Regions from separate parts of the Anas platyrhynchos genome. Here region 1 is linked to region 2. Evidence: chromatin contacts called from public Hi-C data. All regions are on one chromosome and are shown on one strand. The core of a region is the stretch at or near the end of the contact, and the rest is flanking DNA. Distances in the headings are between cores, read along the strand shown. Region 1 has its middle 4.1 kb from the start of ESYT3. Region 2 holds the start of FAIM (Fas apoptotic inhibitory molecule).

Evidence for each region. A called contact is a pair of places that touch in the nucleus more often than the background predicts.
Region 1: a contact with region 2 is called in a Hi-C map of skeletal muscle, with 5 times the contacts expected there. The contact joins the enhancer-like site here to the promoter of FAIM in region 2. A contact is called at or near these places in 2 of 8 Hi-C or Micro-C datasets (liver and skeletal muscle).

Annotation. Positions count from the first base shown.
Region 1 is chr7:8,307,997-8,312,574 of IASCAAS_PekinDuck_T2T, reverse strand. No RefSeq gene overlaps it. Among named protein-coding and RNA genes, the nearest start is that of ESYT3, 4.1 kb to the right of the region's middle. Within about 2 kb of position 3,169, at least 1 of the 8 cell types and tissues checked has an H3K27ac peak or open chromatin away from gene starts, as enhancers often do.
Region 2 is chr7:8,262,061-8,266,314 of IASCAAS_PekinDuck_T2T, reverse strand. FAIM (Fas apoptotic inhibitory molecule) reads left to right here and starts at 2,213. Exons shown (of 5, transcript XM_072040677.1): 1 at 2,213-2,369. CEP70 (centrosomal protein 70) reads right to left here and starts at 2,315. Exons shown (of 15, transcript XM_038181935.2): 1 at 2,087-2,315; 2 at 1,229-1,352; 3 at 742-922; 4 at 254-423. The coding sequence starts at 1,350.

The DNA of each region.
Region 1 (4,578 bases), core at 1,920-4,419, 45 kb before region 2:
GTTTTGCTAAAAAGAAGGAATCTTGCAGAGACTGTCGAACTTTCCAAGATCTTGAAAGTAATCTTGAGATGAATATTCCTTTTGCCACGGGTCTCTGCTCTGAGTGGGCTGGTACTTGCAAGCAGTGAGCTGGAGCAGATGCACAGGGAAATCTATTTATAAAATGAGATCCGGGATACCCTTCTCTGTATGCACAGTGCTAGGGAGGGCTTTATAACTACAGCGTGCAGTTCAGTACAGTTGGATGAAGACAGCCTGTCAGCATGCTTATGTCAGGGTTTCAGGATAAAGAGGAGATGTCACCCACCATCTCTTTTGGATGGACAGTAATAAAAGCCCAGATGTAGCCCACAGCACTCAGCTGTCCGTGCCACAGGGATGAGGTGAAGTGGTTGAGGTGGGCTTCGTATCTGCTAAGCTCACAGCAATCTGGAGTCCTTTTGGTAAGGATTTTGTGTTTGTGAGCTGCAGTGTAAGCTTACTCCAAAGTTATCTTTCCTCAAATTTTTCTCAGTCCCTTTGCATTTATAAAACACACTAAATGCCATCACGTGCCTTTCCTGAGTCCAAACAAATAATCATTCTGTGCCTAAGCTCTTTCAGGTTTAGGGTACGTGTTGCTGCACACAGAGACATGCTGGGTAAGGGGATCCAATTTTCCCTAGTAGGCAATTCCTTTAAGTCTCAAGTTTGTGTGCTGCAGATACTTGTGATGAGCTAAGAAAATTCATCTGAAGATTCACCCAGTGCATGTCTTGAGGTCCAAAACCCTAGCACAGAATAGAACTGCCTGCATGAGGAGGTTTCAGGATGCTTTTGGATTCAGCACTGGTTCTGCTATGCACAAGCTTTTCACTGACCTTTGTAGAGCTTTGAAGGCAGCACTTCCCAAAATCCAGACCTTCATCTTAGAGCATCGTCTCTTTCCTGAAAGCACGCCCCAAAAACAGGTGGTAGGAGCTCTTCAGAGGGAGGCTGGCAGGCTGTGCACATTTCCCTTCCTCAGAAAAGGCTAAACATGCTAAGCAGAAACGCAGCAGGAGCTGGGAGGCAAGATGTTGTCGTTGCTCCTCGGCAATAACTTGGCTCTAGGAAAGTGGCTTCTGAGCGACTGAGTTCCCAGCACTGCGCCAGCCTGGCTGCGCCGCTGCAAACTGTGCCTGTGCCAGCTTTGGCAGCCACGCTCCAAGTGGGAGACGACGGGCAGGTGCTCCTGTGTCAGGATCCATTACGATGAAGGGATGGCTGGGCAGGCAAAAATGCAAACGGCGTTCCTTGTGGTTTCACATGTGTTGCTCCTGTTGTTGCTCTGCAGGCCCCAATCTGATCAGTGTCCTGTGCTGTCAAATGCAGACCAAAGGCATGAATAGTGCTCTGGGAGATCTTCACTTTAAATGGATTTGTGGAAAGTGTCAGCTGTACAAAAAAGCCCTCCAAGAAACTTAATCAAGAAGTTTCTCTTCCCTGGCTTTACCATTGACGGGGAGGTACCACCTGGGACAGCGGTTCTGGGGTTTGTACATTTGCTTCCTCTGCTGCTTGATGCTTTTAATGTGTTTTGCAAAGGTTGAGCACTAATTCCTTAAAGAAGAGGTTTCTGTGAGCTCAGTCAAGGTCTTTAAGCATTTAAAATATAGCAAAACGTAAGCTGTAGAGATTACAGGCTAAACTATAAATTATTAATAAGGTTGTTCTGTAACTTTGTCATGCACTTGAAAGGCAATTTTTACAGTGTCAGTAGCCTGTGCTAGCATGCTCTTTCACACAGCAAAGTAGAAAAGGATTTAAGGATCTGGAGACATATTTTTCCCAGGGGTATTTTGCTTGCTTTTCACCAACTGACATAACAAAATCTATAAAATATTTTATCCTCCAAGAAATGTGTCGAACTATTTTTAGTCTGTAGACATTGTATCTTGTGCTCACGGATCCTATTGCAGATACAATTGTTCAATCAACAACAACAACAACAACAAAAGGAATAAATCTAAGATATGACAAGGGAAAACATGAAAAGAAACAATATATTTAACTGACTGTGCTGAGATTAAAGTGTATAGTGCAATAATAGAAGTCGTACTTCTGTGAAGACTTTTAAAAATAAACTGAAGCTCCCCTGGCTTATTTCAGCTCTCTGCTGATTCCGTTATATGTGAAACACAGTCAAATTTCAGCAAGATTTGACTTTTCAGGTGATAAATTATTTTTATCCAATTCAGATTGTAAATTACCTGCCAAATTGGGTTTGTATACTAACATTAATGATGGGATGCAAAGCTACCTTGTGATAACATCCAGGGATAAGTCATAGGCAGAGAGGTCATAACTACTCTCAAATAATTTCTGCTCTAGCTCTATTTGTTGTAACCTTTCTTCCTGACGTAAAAGTTTTTCTGTTCAGCAGGTGGCAGCAACTGCTTATGGGTCAGTGCAGGCTCCAAGATGACACAGAAGTGTTTTGATGTCACTTGTGAGGAAATCTGAGTCATCACCAGAGCCAGGAAAGTGACAGCTCCAACTCACAGGACATCTGTGGAAGCAGTGGAAAATGCTCTCTTTGCTTTAAGGGAAATCTGTTTTTTTGTTCCAACCCTACAGTTGTAGATTGTGGTTTATATTCTTTCACTTTCTTGTGCCATATCTGCTGTTATATAATTTGTGTATAAAGGATGTAGCTTTTCTCAGCATTCTGCTAACCCAGACTGCAAATCCCAGTGTCAGAGCAGTGTGGGATCTGCTGGCACGAGGAGCGAGGCTGGACAAGGGATGCTGTGCCACGCCACTTTTTTCCTCCTGGGGTACGTACTCTGCATCCCACTGCACTGCCCTCACACTAGTGGCCCCTCTGTAGCAACAGCAAGTGGACGTGTGAAATAAATTGTTCTTACTGCTTTCACTACTATATTGCCAAAAGTACCAGCAGATCAGTGCCTCTCTGTACTGCCCCTTATACAGAAGCAGAGAGAGAAGCCATGAGCCAGGCAGACACAAAGCACGGTATGGGGGAGGCAGCACAGTGAAGCAGTCTTTAAAAATAAGCATCATTTAATCCCAGCACCACTTTTCACATATTCCCAAATAATGATGTCTTCCAGCCTTCTGCATGTGATTATTTCCCCCATGAGAAGTCCCTGTCTCCAGCCAGAATAACATACTTGACCAAACAGTGTAGCACAGGTTCATTTGAGTTGTATAGCTCAGATTTTATTTCTGAACAGAACCTAACAGAATGGAGAAGCCACAGCTTTCCCTGGGAAGATATTCTCAGATGTTTGCTCAAGAGTGGACAGGAGTAGCAGCCGCAAGGGTTTTGCCCTGTGAGGGGTAGAGTCCAGGTATGGCTTTGCTTGACAGGATGAACAGTGCCTGGACGGAGTATGAAGCCAGGGGAAACTAAACAATAAGGGAGTAACTGCTTTAATCAGGTCTTGGTACAGAAGTCATTCTGTTAATGCAAGGAATAAGTTTTTATCCTTACATAAGTGTTTTCTGTTTTGCTGCGGATACATAGAGAAAAGACATAGTGCACCTTTAGTATTCAGTTGCATTAATGTGGGACTTTCCACACTGGTCACAAGCCTTGCAGCTACAAGAAAGTTAAAAAGTTAGAAAGTCATCATCAGTAAACCCTCTGATATCAAACCAGTATGCAGTATGGATTTTTCAGATTAATTCCTTTGCATATTCTCTCTAGTTAAAAGAAAAAGCGTTGGCAGTGGTTTTTCATAACTCCCCACCTTTAAAATGGGTTGCCTTAGTTACCATGGCCAGCTTGAGAGACAGCAAATTTAGTACTAATACATTTTTAAAGCCTTGCAATTTTCTGTAAAAGCCCTGTGTCATAATCAGCTACAACGTATGCATCTATCATAGTGCTAATAAACTATGATGGTGATAGCTAGTCAGATTAAATCAGAGGTCAAGCTGGACAAGCTTGGGTGACAACCTTAATGACTGTCCTGCATACATGGGGAGAAATATTGTGAAATTTCCTTGTATTAGAGAATAAGACTAGCTTCAAGTGGCTCAGAAATCTGGTGCTTGAAAGCAGTCTGCTCACAGTCAAGATCATACTTTTCCCCAACAGGAAAGGTCTTAAGTTGTCCTCTTGATTGGTGATTCAGTATTTCCTTTGACATTTAATAAAACAGCAGGAAACGATTATTCTTTAAAAGGTAACTACTATCCATCATATACAGAGTTAACAGAGGTCTCAGAGTATTGATTTATCTCATTCTCATGAGCACAGTAGTTAGTCTGAGCTTTCTGTGAAACCTGTTTTGATAAAAGCAATTTTTCATCTCTTACTCCTCTTTCTCTTTTGTTCAGTTAAAATTTTTAGTAGTATGAGCTTAAAGAAGTATTGTTTTTTTTTGTGTGTGTGTAATTTTTGTTAAAGTTCCTAGAACCTCTTTAGATATAGAAAGGAATTGTCTCTTCACAAGGTAAGAGGCAGCAGCAAAGGAACATACAGTGCCCACTAAAGCGTGGTTATTTCTGGGCTGGGGGTCCTGGGGGACAGCACATGATGGAACATGGAGTTCTGCCTCCGTGGAAGCATCTCCTTCACTAAACAGC
Region 2 (4,254 bases), core at 964-3,463:
AATCATTCTTCTCTCTTTGCTGACACCTAGCGTGGCTGAGAAGTTTTACTTTTTGCCATGGATTTATCTAGCTCACATTTATCATGCAACAACAAATTATTGCATTAATGTACCTTTACAAGGCTTCGTATTTCAGCTTGCACTCCTAAGGTATCCAACTTTCTTTGTATTAAGTATCAAGAACAATTATTCTAAAATCTGTTTCTTCGTTTAATGCTACAGATTCATTTGCCAACACAAGAAAATTTCTTACTGCTGATCCAGAAGCGACTTGGGAGCTCTTTTGCAAAACCGGCAAAACATTTTGGTTTGAGCGGCAACACGCTGCTGCTCCTCCATCCCAGCTTTGCACAGCTCCTTCTGCAAGCGGGCAATAATTTCTTCCTGTTCTTGCAGCTTTTCCTGTTGCTGTTGATATTTTGACTGTGAAGAGATTATAGGAGCATTCTGAAATTATTCTAATTTGCACACCGGAGACAGTGCTCTACTAGCCCAAGTAGCACTTGGTCCTAAGGAAGCTTAGTACTTGCTTTTTAGACATACTGAAGAGGCAGTGGAAGAAGGGTTCATATTTTTTCCAATTTATTATAAGAAAATGCTTCAAAAAATGTAAAATCTTACCAATGAATAACGTACTAACTCTGACACAAGATTCGTGTTTATCTTGACCTATGTAAATATTTCTAGTGCTTTCAAAAGAAGACAAAAGTTTGAGTCCTCAGACAGCACTGTGTGAATTACCTGTGAGACCTGCTGATCTTTTTGAAGTTCTTTGACTTGATTCTGTTGCTGGCAAACTTTAGCTATCGTCTCATCTTCCAGCTGACAAATTTTTGATTTAATGTTTTTCACCACGTTTTCCAACTCATTAGCCCGTTGTTCTTGTCGAGATGCCCGACCTCGTTCCTGTCGTATCTCATCTCTAAAAAGATAAATCCTTGATTCAAATTAAACTCATTTCACTAAATACAGTGAAGGATGCGCAGGCCCGACAAACATTATCTGATAACACCCAGTAATAGCCTACGGCAGCAGATATAGTAAATATGCTGCTGTGAGACAAAGCAGCAGATTAATTAAGACAAAAGCTCAAGCAGATCTAGGCCAGCATTGCTGCATGCTGGACAAAAATCTCAGGGAAAAGGTCTCAGGCCTCGGGTGTGACAAGCTCCACCCGGCAGAGCTTTTGCTCTGCATTAGCAAGTAAATTCCTCCTGCCACATCTCACCTCAGATTACGATTAGCCTGCATGAGGCCTTGCATCATCCGCTGGTGGCGGTCAGTGTCTTCCACCAATGTTGTTAATGCAAGCCTTATTCCCAGAGAAGACTGAGTATCTATGACGATCATATCTGGAAAAATACAGAATAAGCAAATTCTTAGCAAAAGGCTTTTAATAACTGAAGACAACTGTATCACCGCTACCAAATGGAAGTGATGGCTTTAGAAATACCTTATGAATTCTGGCTTAGTATGCAAGAACTTGTAAAATTGGCTTTTCCTTACCTGATACATTTCTGCTGTTTTGGGGGGCAGCAAGACTCACTGGTCTCAACCCATGCCGCATTAATAGCTTGTTTAAGTTTTCCCATTCGGCTTTCTCCTGCTACAGTTGGGAGAAGAGGCAGAAACATGAATTCTGAAGACAAGCCCATGGCCTCCTATTCCTCTAGTTGTGCATACAGTGGAAGACACACAATGCCCCCAAATAAAAACCCAAACCAACACGAGAAAAGCACAAGAAGTAACGGGCACACAGTCACACCAAGCCACAAAAGCCACAGTTGCTCTAGGTGGACTTGTAATATCCGTAAAAAATATTGGGGAAATAAAAACACTAAACTTAACACACAGACCATCCAGGATATTTTGATCACTGTTATAAGAGAAAAATACCAGATCAGGCCCCAAGCTCGGGCTCTCCCCTGGCGGCAGCGCCTCAGGGCCAGCCCTGCCTCACCCCCTACCTCCCGGCCGGGCACAGCTTCTCGGCAGCCGTGCACCCGTTTTGCTCCGTGTTTTATTTTTATTTTTTATTTGGTTTTCACCGCCCGGCAGCCGGGCCAGCCCGCGCTCACCCCGGTACCTCAGCCATGGCGAGGAGCGGCCGCTCCGCGTGCGGGGAGCGGGGCGACGGCGGAGAAAAAGGGAAGAGAAGGAAGGGATCGAGCAGCTGGCAGGGATGGCGGCGAGATGGAGGGCGGGCTCCGGAGGCTCCTGAGGCGATGGGGCCGGGGCCGGGGCTGGAGATGGGGCCGGGGATAACGTCCCGCCCGTTCTCCCGCCCGGTGGTTGTGAGGGGAGGGCAGGGGGGCGGGCGGCCGCCATTTTGAGGCGCGGGGCGGAGCAGGGAGCGGAGCCCCGCTGAGGTAGGAGCGGGGCAGGGCTGGGCCGAGCCGAGCACGGGATCTGGTTCTGGTTCTGATCTGGGTCCGGGTCCGCTTTTCTCTCCCTCAGGCACCGCCGTGGAAGGGGTGGGCAACAGCCGGGGGTGGGGTAGGGCGGCTGCGGAGCCCGGGCTGCTGCCGTGTTGCGTTATCCGGCTGCCAGGAGGCGGCACCGCGGGTTTGAGTGCAAAAGAATGATGTTTTGTGATAAATTCTTGTTTTTGTCCTTCTGCACGGCACGTTACAGGACGAGGCAGGCTCTCGGGATGGTGTGGGAGGTGCTGGGAGAGGATTTGTGTGTGTGTGTGTGTGTGTGGTGGGGGAGCCCTGTGCCCTGGGCTCAGTACCTCCTGCTGTACCCACACACCTCACAGCAGCAGTTTGGGTGGGTTCCTCGCAGAGACCCTATTTCTGCTTTATTTATAAATAATAAACAAGCCCCTGCCTGTACAGGACTGCATCCCATGGGGGGCTGCTCACCTGGGCAACGGGAAATGCCGTGCAATGATGCAGCCTTTGCTTAGGGCACTTTCATCTCATCAGAGACAATAAATGATCTCTGAAACAATCTATTTTTTTTTCCGTTTTCAAACAGAAACATTTGTCACTACTGCCAAAAACACAAACAGTCCTACAGCAGTGTTACGCACGTTTTAAAATAGATGCTTCAGTCAGACTGAAGGAGGTTTAATTTTAAGTGCATGCTTACCATTGTGCTGAAAAGAGACCCTAAAGCTTGCAACCTTAATTCATTTTTTCACTAGAAAGTACAGTTATCAAAAAATCAGTTGTCACTTTAATTATAGCTGTTGGTAACTAATAACTCCATTGGGTTAGAGCGAAAGAGCTTGCTTTAGAAGTGCCTTACGGTATTCTTCTGACAACCCATGGGAGTTTCGTTATGGCTTGTGTAATTAGCAGCATAGCTGAGTCCTTTCCTTAATGCAGATAGCTCTAGCACAAACTGATTTGGTTAGTCAAAGCAACGTATTAGAAATAAGCCAGCAGTGTTGTAAAACCACAGTCATTGTCAAAACAAAACCCTTAAGCGAGAAGCAAGTGATTTATTTGTGATGAACGTAGCTGTTACCATAGAATTGCCAGGTTGGATTGCTACCAATGATTGTTGAAAACTTCGGCAATGATTTAGAAAAAACAGCAGGTGGAAGTTGTTCTCCTCTGCTATTTCACGTCCCAAGGTGGCAGTAGCCTCTGGTTACCGTTTGTGACTGAGGTGTGGAGGCCTGGCTTTAGTTCCTGCTTTGGTCAAGCTGTTTCCTTCCAAGCTTTTGTCAGGCAAACCATTGTTCCATCAAAGAAGTGACAAAATTGTGATGTGCTACCAAAGGCAGAGTTAATTGCACATACTGCTTTTGTAAATTAATACTTTTATCTGCCTTTTAGTCCAAAAGTGTATTACCACTTATATTTCTGGTAGTGCATGACAGTTCTTGACACTTTAAAAAATAACCATGACCTTACCTGGAGAAACAAGGAAAATGTAGCTGTCAGCACTTTCCTGCTGCTATTCTGCTTTTCTTTTTTTCTTGCTGCTAGTTGGATTAAAAGCCGTTTTGGTTACTATGGCATCCCGCGAGGAGATTACTGTCTATGAAGATGAAGTAAGGTAAAATACCAGAACTGAGTATGAACAGCTTTTGGAAAGATATCCACCATTCCAGCAGTCGCTTATGACAGTATCTAAACTCTAAAATTATTTAAATGGAAGGATATCTTTCCCAATCTTCTCCCCTGTGTGTGTTTTTGTGTGCAGAGTTGTATCTATGAATGATGTAGGTAAAACTTATGAGAGATTACAGACAAATTCGTTAAAACAGAGTAAATTATAATAGCTAAACTGGTCATC